Regions from separate parts of the Mus musculus genome. Here regions 1 and 3 are each linked to region 2. A link is a contact called in public HiChIP or PLAC-seq data. All regions are on one chromosome and are shown on one strand. The core of a region is the stretch at or near the end of the contact, and the rest is flanking DNA. Distances in the headings are between cores, read along the strand shown.

Evidence for each region. HiChIP or PLAC-seq counts read pairs in DNA pulled down with a chosen protein or histone mark.
Region 1: a contact with region 2 is called in an HNF4G HiChIP or PLAC-seq map of pancreatic cancer cells. The contact joins two enhancer-like sites.
Region 3: a contact with region 2 is called in a FOXA1 HiChIP or PLAC-seq map of pancreatic cancer cells. The contact joins two enhancer-like sites. A contact is called at or near these places in 1 of 15 datasets of contacts at CTCF or cohesin (large pre-B cells) and 1 of 115 datasets of contacts at active chromatin or transcription factors (pancreatic cancer cells).

The regions. Positions count from the first base shown.
Region 1 is chr2:128,283,463-128,286,790 of GRCm38.p6, forward strand. No RefSeq gene overlaps it. Among named protein-coding and RNA genes, the nearest start is that of Gm14009, 120 kb to the left of the region's middle. Within about 2 kb of position 1,554, at least 102 of the 459 cell types and tissues checked have an H3K27ac peak or open chromatin away from gene starts, as enhancers often do. A contact at or near this core is called in pancreatic cancer cells, where this site is marked.
Region 2 is chr2:127,758,523-127,761,900 of GRCm38.p6, forward strand. It overlaps Nphp1 (nephronophthisis 1 (juvenile) homolog (human)), which reads right to left. Exons shown (of 20, transcript NM_016902.4): 12 at 2,640-2,714; 13 at 1,054-1,164. Among named protein-coding and RNA genes, the nearest start is that of Nphp1, 29 kb to the right of the region's middle. Within about 2 kb of position 1,694, at least 42 of the 459 cell types and tissues checked have an H3K27ac peak or open chromatin away from gene starts, as enhancers often do. A contact at or near this core is called in pancreatic cancer cells, where this site is marked.
Region 3 is chr2:128,390,918-128,394,498 of GRCm38.p6, forward strand. The region is part of intron 1 of Morrbid (myeloid RNA regulator of BCL2L11 induced cell death); the gene reads right to left. Among named protein-coding and RNA genes, the nearest start is that of Gm14010, 30 kb to the right of the region's middle. Within about 2 kb of position 1,649, at least 57 of the 459 cell types and tissues checked have an H3K27ac peak or open chromatin away from gene starts, as enhancers often do. A contact at or near this core is called in pancreatic cancer cells, where this site is marked.

The DNA of each region.
Region 1 (3,328 bases), core at 304-2,803, 520 kb after region 2:
AAACCGGGGCTTAATGCACGCACGTGAGTACACACATGCCTATATGCTCATCTGTGTTCAGAGACACCTTTCAATGTAGTGGTCTATGTATAAGAGCAAAGCTAGGATACCTCTCAGACCCTCCAGGGCCAGTTGACAATACTTCAACAGAGTTAAATGTCCTATGTGTTACAGTCTGCAGAAAGTGCCAGCCATTGGGTACATGGTTTCAATAACAATTCTAGTCACCAAGGCCTCTCCTCTGTCCACTGACTTGAGTGCTTGCAGCCTAGCTACCTTCTGGCTGGGGAATAGGCCTTGAGCCACCTGTCTGGATGCGCTTTCCTATCTCTAGAATAGAAGGGCACATATAGGGGGAAAGCAAGGCCAAGCTGGTGCTGCCAAGGAAGCTACAGATGTGCACAGTAGGATGGCCTAACGGAGAGGGAGGGAGGGGGAGGGGAGAGGGAGAGGGAGAGAGAGGGGAGTGGGAGAGGATGCATTTATTCTATTTGGAAGGATAGAGCCAAGAAGCAGTTCAGGACTATGATGGCCAAGCTCAGGCTTTGAAGTGGGCCATCCCCTGGGCTCCTGCATCTAGAGGATTGAATGGTCTGTGTCAAAGGGCACAGGTGGCCTCTTAAAGAAACCCAACCCCAGCAGCAGCAGCTGCTCAGTGAGAATGCCTGATGGAGCTAGAGTCTAGATTCTCAGCCAAGCAGCCATCCCTGTCTTCAACTCAACAGGTAGGGAGGGCGGAGGCTGGGGAAAGCTGCCTGGTGACAGTGGCCCCAGGCGATAGGACTTGAGGAATGGACGGAAGGACAAGCAGTAGGAGTTTGGGCAAGGGCTCTCCCAGAGAACAGGCCTTATACAATCGTATCTGCCTGGTGCTTATTACAATAACCAATCTAAAAACCGGGGCTTAATTCAGGAATGTGAGTCCCTCTCCCTCCCCCTCCCTCTCCCATCCCCCTCCCTCCCTCTCCGTTAGGCCATTCTACCGTGCACATCTGTAGCTTCCTTGGCAGCACCAGCTTGGCCTTGCTTTCCCCCTTTATGTGCCCTTCTATTCTAGAGATAGCAAAGCATCTCCAGACAGGTGGTTCAAGGCCTAGTGGGAGGACAAAGGAGAGCTACTCACACGCTCAGAGAACAACGTGATACGGAAGGCTGTACAAAAGATACGTAAGCAGGTGAATAAACCACAGCAGGACAGACCCTTGCATGTCCTGGTAGCTAGAGAGATGTAACGTCTTCATTCATGAGAATGGTGCCTTGTTCATCTACAACCATACTCACACGTTGTCTTCTTTCCTCCCTCCTTCCCTCATCACCGCCCTTCCCCCCCTTTCATGTGTCTTTATAAGTTTACTTCGTATTCAGGATTTTTGAACACGACAGGCTTGTTTTGAGCGAGCAGCAAACACAAGTCCAGCTGTGAGAGGGAAGGGCAATATGGCCCCCTCAGCCAGAGCCCCAGGAAAAGCTACAATGACACAGCCCATCAGAGGCTGGCCCCAGCCTCCCGCTGATGACCTCATTACTCCACATCTGGGAATGGCGCCAAGAGGCAGCCCAGCTTGCCAGAACATAGACTCCTGCAGAGGGCTTCAGACTCTGAGGCCCCAGGGGACCTACTAAGTCCAGCGCCCTGAGAAGCCTGCCATCTCCATCTCCCTCCCACACTGGCTAGTCACCCAGCCTCATCTCTCAAGCCAGGAAGGTAGGGACCAGGGGGATCCACACACAGATATCCCAAGGCCCACCACCGCAGAGTACAGTGTTGAGGACCAATATGCTTGAGGGAGTTGGCCCCTCTACACATGCAGATTCTCTGATGAGGTATTTATAATAGTCTCTCCACAGTGCCCATGAGGGAAGACACGGTAGACTGGGATCCTCATGGTGGGGCAGAAGCTGAGTTGCTCTGAACAGAACTGGAAATAATGAGACCAATTTCTCCTACAAACAGTCACTGAAAACCCACGGGCAGGCACCATCCTCCACCCGTGGTCCCACGAAGTGTGTGGACACAAACGCTTCTGTGGCATGTCTCGAGGTCTGCTGTGGTCCCCAATGGAGAAGAATGAATTTACATCCATGGAGCTAATCCAATAGAGGAAACAATGTGGCGCTAGGCTGTGGAAGGCCACGTATCGCGTGGCAGCGTGGGCTAAACACTTGATTGGCACCAGGGCCCCACCTTCTCCCACTACTTGGTATTCATCATTCATCGGCTCTTGCTGGGAGCCTTTCCCGGGCTCCTCATCTCCCCGAGGGATTACTGTCCACACTGGCACAGGCACCCAGCTCATGTCCCTCTGTCTTTGCCAGCACAATCTGGTGCCTGATACAACTTCCCGTCACACTGGATGGTTTAGAAATAACTACTTTATTCTTAGGATTAGCATGTCTTCTCCCATTTCTGTTGCTATGACTTTAACGGAGCGTTGTGTGGTAATTCGATACACAAGTAAAACACATGAAGAAGATATCAGGAAGCTTGGCTCCTCTACTTCAAAAACTTCTTAAGTTTATTTTGATTAACACGTAACATTTGAACATGTTATGGGGTAGATTGTGGCATATCATAATTTTTGGCTGCCCTGGAACACTCTGTGTAGACCAGGCTGCCCTGGAACACTCTGTGTAGACCAGGCTGGCCCAGAACTCACAGAGAACCTGACTGCTTCTGTCCCCTGAACACTAGGATAAAGGAGTGTGCTGCCACACAAGCTCAACTAAGCGTGTCCCGCTTTCTATTTCCTGAGGAGACTCAGTCCAAACTCCCATCTCATTTGAAACAAATCTGCATTGTGTTAAGACTTGGAAGGCTCAAACAATCTTTCTCATGTACACATATGCTCACTTACACACACACACACACACACACACATACTCACACACACACACATACTCACACACACACACCACACATATACACATATTCATACATAGTCACACACACACCACACATATTCACACCCACTCACATTCAAACACCACACACACACACACACACACACACACACGTATCACACACTACACATACACACATACTCATACACATTCACACACACACACCACAAGCTCACTCCTTCTTTTCATGAGACAATTTGTACTGCACATAACTCTTTAAGCAGGATCATGACTAGGTGGTCCCTTGACCTTAGGTCTCCGGGACAGAAGCTGAAAGGCGACATCGCCAGGAGTGGGCAAGGGGTGCCGTGTTCCACAGCCCCTGCTGTACTCTAAGTCACCAGATTCTTCCTGTGTGGCCACCAAGCTTGGGTTTGAGCTTATCCCTGAGCCGTCCTGGCAAACACAGCCCTTCACAGAGAGGAGG
Region 2 (3,378 bases), core at 444-2,943:
AAGGTGCTTGCTGCCAAACCTGACAACCTGAGCTCGATGCTCAGGACCACACGGTGAAAGGAGAAAGTCAACTCCTAAGACTGTTCTCTGATCTCCATGCTGTGCCCACTCATAAAAAAAATGTTAAAAAGAGAGAGAGAGAGAGAGAGAGAGAGAGAGAGAGAGAGAGAAAGCAGGGTAGTGGTGGTGCATGCCTTTAGTCCCAGCACTTGGGAGGCAGAGGCAGGCGGATTTCTGAGTTCGAGGCCAGTCTGGTCTACAGAGTGAGTTCCAGGATAGCCAGGACTACACAGAGAAATCCTATCTTGAAAACTAATTAACTAACTAACTAACTAAATAAATAAATAAATAATTTAAAAAAAAAAAAAGAGAGAGTCATGGGCTGGAGAGATGGCTCAGTGGTTAAGAGCACTGGCTGCTCTTCCAGATGTACTAAGTTCAATTCCCAGAAACCACATGGTGGCTCACAACCATCTATGATGGGATCTGACACCCTCTTCTGGTGTGTCTGAAGATAGCAATAATGTACTCACATAAAATGAATAATTAAAAAAAAAAATGAGAGTCAGCATCAATCTGGTTCCTTCAGAGTTAATTTCTGATACACAGAAATCCTTCTTTGTGGTTTCAGTGTGGATCTCCCCTAAAGGCATGTATGTTTGAATACCTGGTCTCCAGCTGGTATACTGTTTGGGATTTTGGTTGCAGAACCTTTAGGGGTAGACCCTGCTGGAGGAAGTGGGTCACTGGGGCAGCCTTGAGGTTACAGTCCAGTCCCATTTGTTCCCTGCCTGCCTTCCTCTTGACTGCTGCTGCAGTGAGCCTAGGCCTCCCTCTGCTGCCTGGCGTGCTTCCCTGCCATGGTGTTCTTATCCCTGGAACTGTGAGCTGGAATAAACTCTTCCCCTGAATAAACACTTCTGTCAGGGCGTTTTACCAGAACACCACAAGTGTAGCTAACATAGCTTCTATCACTTTGCTTGTAAGTCAGATATGGTTCTAACGATTCCCCTTTGATGCATTAGAACAGTTTGTCTTTCAGTTTTGACATACATTGCGAATGTAAGAAATTCCAAGTTCAAATAATATCCCAAGGTCTGGAGTTGAAGAATTGGACCTGATAAAACAGTCACCATCGAGCAAGCATGGCAAGATGCCAGTGACCTAGAAAGATAAGGAAGCCAAAGTTACTGACAGAAGTGAAGAGTGTCCCTCATCAGCAAAGGGCTCTTGCTATACTAAAGGGCCCACAGAGATGGCTCAGTGAGCAAAGGGCTTGCAGCCAGGCCTGAAGACTTGAGTTTGATCCCTGGATGGACCCACAAAGTAGAGGAGAGTACTGACACCTCCAAGCTATCCTCTCCCCTTCTTTTGCATGTATAGTTTTAGCATATGATATGTTAAAATAGACAAATGTAAAATGAACAAACAAAAAATGTTCTTGAAAGTAGATGGACCAGATTCACACGTGAATGATTAGAAGCAGAAACATTTAGCTTTCCTGTTGACAGGGAAATTACCTTAAACCTTCTTGATTTGTTTGTTTAGTTGGTTGATTGGTTATTAATTTTTATTTATTTTTTGCTTAGAAAAGGCAAAGAAGCAAAGAACTATCAGTCAACCCCAGAGCTGTGACAAAACACATCCTGTTTGTTACATCACACTATTTCTAAAGGACTGAAGGCCACGGTGCATGTGGCCTGTCCAAGGCCATAATCTATCAGTAGTGGATACTGCTGCTGCTCACAAATGTAAGTGCACATGTACACTCCTCCCACATCACCAGAGCATGTGATGTGATCAGCTTCATGCAAGAAAAGCACCCATATTATTCCTCAGCCCATCCTCACGTCCCGGGAAACCAGGAAATCCGACTTTTAACGCTGCGCATTGCCAGAGATGAGGGGCAAACTGTGAAGGTCTGAGCCAAAGGACAAGCAGTGCTCCCTAGAGGCGGGGGTGAGGGAACAAAGGGCTTGAGGAGCTGTGCCACGGAGCATCGAGGACACAAGTCACATCAAGTGAGGTGGCTGAGCCTCCAGCACAGCCTGTGCCCTCTCCCTGACCTGTCTTGTGCTAAGACCTGATGCAGTAGGAGGAAGGGAACTGAAGGGCTTCTAGGGTGCAGGGGAACAAAGGGGTTAGTTGTGGGAGGGAGGCAAACGATGAAGCCATGAGTCCTTGGAGGTAGGAAAAAGCAAACCACAAACAATACTGTCAAAAGTACACGAAGACTCTCTTGACTCACTAGGCAGTGTCTGTGTGACATTGACTCAGGGGCTCGAAGCCCTAACCTCACCACAGCCTCGGCGGGATCTGGGTGTGACACGCCAGCCTTTGATTCCTATCTGAGGGAAATACCAAGTGCCATTAGCACAGTTGGAAGATTTCATTTTGAAAAACGCCCAATCCTAATCTTACTTCTTGTTTTCTGCTCCATGAAAGGACATTTCCTAAAGTTGAAATCCACCTAGAGGCTGTGGTCACAGCTTCAGTGAGTCAGGGACCTGAGGGACTCTTGCAAAAAATAATGAAGATTTCCATTTTGCCCTAAACACTGCACGTCCCATGCAGCACACTCTGGAAGCTTCCGGTGCCCCTTCTACTGCACAGGAGGAGGCTCCCAGCAGGTGACTTACCTGAGGAGAGAAGGTCCATGTTTTTGGCTTCTTAGGCTGCCACACGGCTCGAACTGTATGGATATTACTCAGGACCTAAAAGGAGATTTTTTTTTTTCATTTGAAACCACATTGTAGGGGCCAATGAGACCCTGCACATCTGAATCCCAAGCCAGCAACAATGTCTGCATCTATGTGTATGTGTTGAAAATGGAAGAACAAAAGATTAGAAGGGAGAGAAAAACCAAGCAGGCAGCTGAGGGTGGGGAGTCCAGTGCAGAGCACATGTTGAGCACATGTGAGGCCCTGAGCACCATCTCTACCCACAAGAAAAAATCTGTAAAAATGCAGCATCCAGCCGAAAGCCCCAGGCTCCCTGCTTCCTTTGGCACTGCAGCCTTTGCTGGACTGCTCAGAGAACTGGGCTGTGTGGGGAGGCTATCTCTACAGATGGCATGTCCTTACTTGGTTCTGACAGCAGCACTTCTTAGTTGTGACAGCCTTAGATTGTGGGAAAATTCAAGTAAACAGCACGGGGACACGAACTCCTACTAGATACACCTATAACGGGAAATCTACTACAATCCTGTTTTGTGAGTTGATAAACAGCTATGATTGCTGTTTGTGGTCTATGTGACTCATCCTTTCCCTCCTTCCTTCTCAGATCTCTGAGTTGTTCCTGATCTTAGGGACGATGTCTGACATTTTTCTGCTAGGCCTGGTGACGTGCACTGGGCTGCTTATGTCCTGTACAGAACCA
Region 3 (3,581 bases), core at 399-2,898, 630 kb after region 2:
CATAAGAAGGAGGGGTGGCTGATGGCCCAGGCCTGTAGCTCAGCTAGTCAGCAGGCTTTGATAGGTCATAGGTGGAAAGCCAGCCTGGGCTGCTGAGTGAGACTCTGAAACTCTTTAAGAAGGGTATAGCTCAGTGGTAGAGGGCCTCCTAGCCTAGTATGCAAGAGGCTTAGGACTCAAACCTCAGAACCTAAATAAAAACTTTTAAAAAGATACAAATAAAAATGTTAAGTCACAGGTCAGATTCTACCTAGTTCAAAGTTCACATAAAGCCACCCAGTCTACAAGACATGTTTTTCATGTCCTCCTGAAAGAGCCGCAGTTTCGCTGTAGACAAGAGAGCGTTACTACAAATACAACTTCATCAGCGAGGAAAGGCTCCTGGCTTGATGGCATTGTGGTGTCTCAGGCTGGAGCAAACAACCAAAACAACAAGTTTTGTCCCGCAGACAACAACAGTACAGAAATGTCTAGATTAAAGGTTGGGATCCTAGGCTGATCTAATCCCAGCAAGAAGAAACAGCCCACCTAGGGACAGGTGAAGTGGATGCAAAGAACCCCACACTGACCACCCTCTGAGCTAGAGAGTGATTTTTTTTTTTTTTTTTTTTTTTTTTTTTGCTGTCCTAGAACTAAATTTGTAGACTAGGTTGGCTTTGAACTCACAGAGATCAATTTGTCTTTACCTCCTGAGTTCTGGAATTAAAGGCATTTACCACCACACCTGGCTTTTTTCTTTTATTATTAAAAAATTAAACTTTATTTCTAAAAAAAAAAAAAAAAAGTGGGGAAAAAAAACCACACATCTTAGTTAACCAGACCCACAGTGTATACAACATGTGTATAGTCAGAGTAGCCATTCTGAATGGAAGTTTTGGTAAATTCTTACAAATCACATCTAGCTAATATTTTATTACACGGTGATTCAAACACCCAATTTCCACAGATGTGTGTGCATTGTTTAAACTGTGCTAATGGTCACAGCACTCTGAGCACTTTAACCACATCTCTGTGTGTCCTTCAGTGTCCTGTTTCCATTCACGTTGCTGCGCAATGGACAGCAGCACCTTTCTCTAGGACATTTTTGTCTTTTCAAACTGAAGCTGGCCCCATTACACTCCCTCCCCCACCTCCTCCCTTCCAGCCCCGCCGATCTCGATCTCCAGCTTCCACTCTTTGTCTATGAAGTAATCTACGCTTGGTGTCTCAGAATTGTGATCCCACTTTTTTTTTTTTTGAACATTAACAAATACCCTGAACACCCTAAGCACAGGAGAGGGTGACAGTTTATTGGCTACCCTGTCCCGCAATAAGTAAATCCCCGTTCACCACGGCCCTCTCCAGGTCTGCTGGCAGGAGTGATGCTTTTACAATCTAAAAACCAAAAGGTGATTTTTTTTTTTTTCTTTTTCTAATTGCACGAAGCACAGGAGCAAGAACACTACCAAGAAACCTCAGGGACACACTACATCTTGGGTTTGGTAAGTGACACACTTTTAAATCTGATACTTTAAAACTCATTTCAGAAGTCAAATAACCCAGCCCGCCACCTCCGACCCACCCCCCACGCCCTGTGAATTCTCTAGACTCTGTCACCTCGAAGGAGGGAGGGTGTAGGGGGTTGGGGGGAAGCTATTCGAAACAACAGGAAGTTTCTGTGGATCCTGACATTGGCCCCTGGTGACTGAGAGCCTAAATCAGTGAGTCATTCCCCCAAGACATAAGAAGCCGCGAGGACAAGTGAAGTCGATTGTTTAGTATTTCAAAATAAATAGAAGAACTGACAAAAACGGGGGGGAGGGTGGGGGGCTTTGTTGATAGGAAAGGCAAGATGCTTTTTAAAAACCCATCTGTAAGTGACAAGAAAGGCAAGTCAGATTTATTTTGTATTATGAGGGTCCTTACTTATTTTTTTTTTCAATGTTACTCCACAAGAGGTATTACAGGGCCACAGGAAAAATAGTTTCTAGGCAGCCAAATAGTAATTAATAATATCACAGGTAAGTTTGTGTGAGATATAAACTTTATGAGCTATTGAACACTGCTTCTGCATCATAAAGCCCACAGAGTCGGTAAGTCCGTGCAGTTCGGACAGGAAGTGAGTCCACACCGTGTTGCTCTTGGATCTGAAAAGTTCTGATGTTGGGCCAATGCTACAGCTTGTCTGAGGAAATAATACAAAAACCAGAGCCACAGAGGCCACGGAGTCAGATTTAGGTAAATGTCAACTCGTCTTAATTTCTGAACTGTCTCTCTTATTGGGTCACTAGTGACTTGGTGTCCAAAACCAAACCAAAACACCAAAAAGCTGAGGTTGGCTAACAAAATTCTCTTTCAGAAGCCTCAAATGACCTGTCGTCATGCATAGCTGTGCAGGGTAAAATATACAGAATAGAAATACATAAGAACATAAAAAGGGGCAGTAGCTAATATTTCTTCCTAGGAACAAGATGAAAGCAAGCTCAGAGAATCAGACTCTGCATTTGACAGTTAAGCTGGAAATCCAACAGCTAAGTCCCACAGGCACACCACCAAAGACCTCTTGTCACCCTTCTTATAAATAAGAACAAAAGCTGGACCCTCCGCAAAGGCAGTCAGGTGACCCGTGAGCCAGCAGCCGTCCCCACCAGGCTTCATGTCCATACTGTGGGACTCTGAAATCAACAAGTCACCAGACCACACACCAAGCAGGGCCTGCTCATTTCCCCGAGGGAAAATAACTATGTTTAAAATGAAAGTATGACCAACCCTGGCCTCAAGGCTGCTCAAACGATCTTGAGGAAGTTTCAAACACACCGAATTAGCAATCTGTCTGTCTTCAATTACAGAAGTACTAAAAGCCAAAATTAGCCGATTATGCTCAATGCACCCGAGTTTAAAAATGACCCCGCGAGCTTCTGCCATAGAAATCCCTACATTGTCACTGCACGATAAAAAGAGCCCTGGGACACTCACTCTTGTCCAACCACATTGCAGGTGGCAGAGTCCTTAAGGACGGTGACCTCCACAGGACCTTGCAGAGGGTATTTTATTTCTCTCTCTCTCTCTCTCTCTCTCTCTCTCTCTCTCTCTCACACACACACACACACACACACACCACGACTATATATTGTAGCTAAACTCAAGGCAGCCATGTACCAAACTCACATGACTGTGAAAGCCACCACCCCAGAGAAAGATGACTTAAAGCAGGCCCACGGGAGGGTAGAGTGACTGAGATGGACAGCCCCTGGCCCCCGGGGGTGAGCATCACACTTTCTAATGAACATAACTGAAATTGCCATTAAAGAGGATATCTGCATATCTTCTCCGCAACCCTGTGGTTTCGGAGTCCTGTGGTTGCAGGGATCTGCAAGAACCCCTGATAACTGGAGAATCAATGTCCCTGACACAGAAGCAGCAGAGTATGTAGAATTAATTTGGCTTTGGGATTTAATTCAAATAACTTAGGCCTAGAATAGAAGACAGGCAGCTGGACGTTTTGCTTTCTGGAACATTCCATGTAGTGGGACCTGACTTAGGTGGGTGAAGTTCTTGACCCTGAACAGAAAATAAAATGCTAAAAATAGTTCTGAGAATAC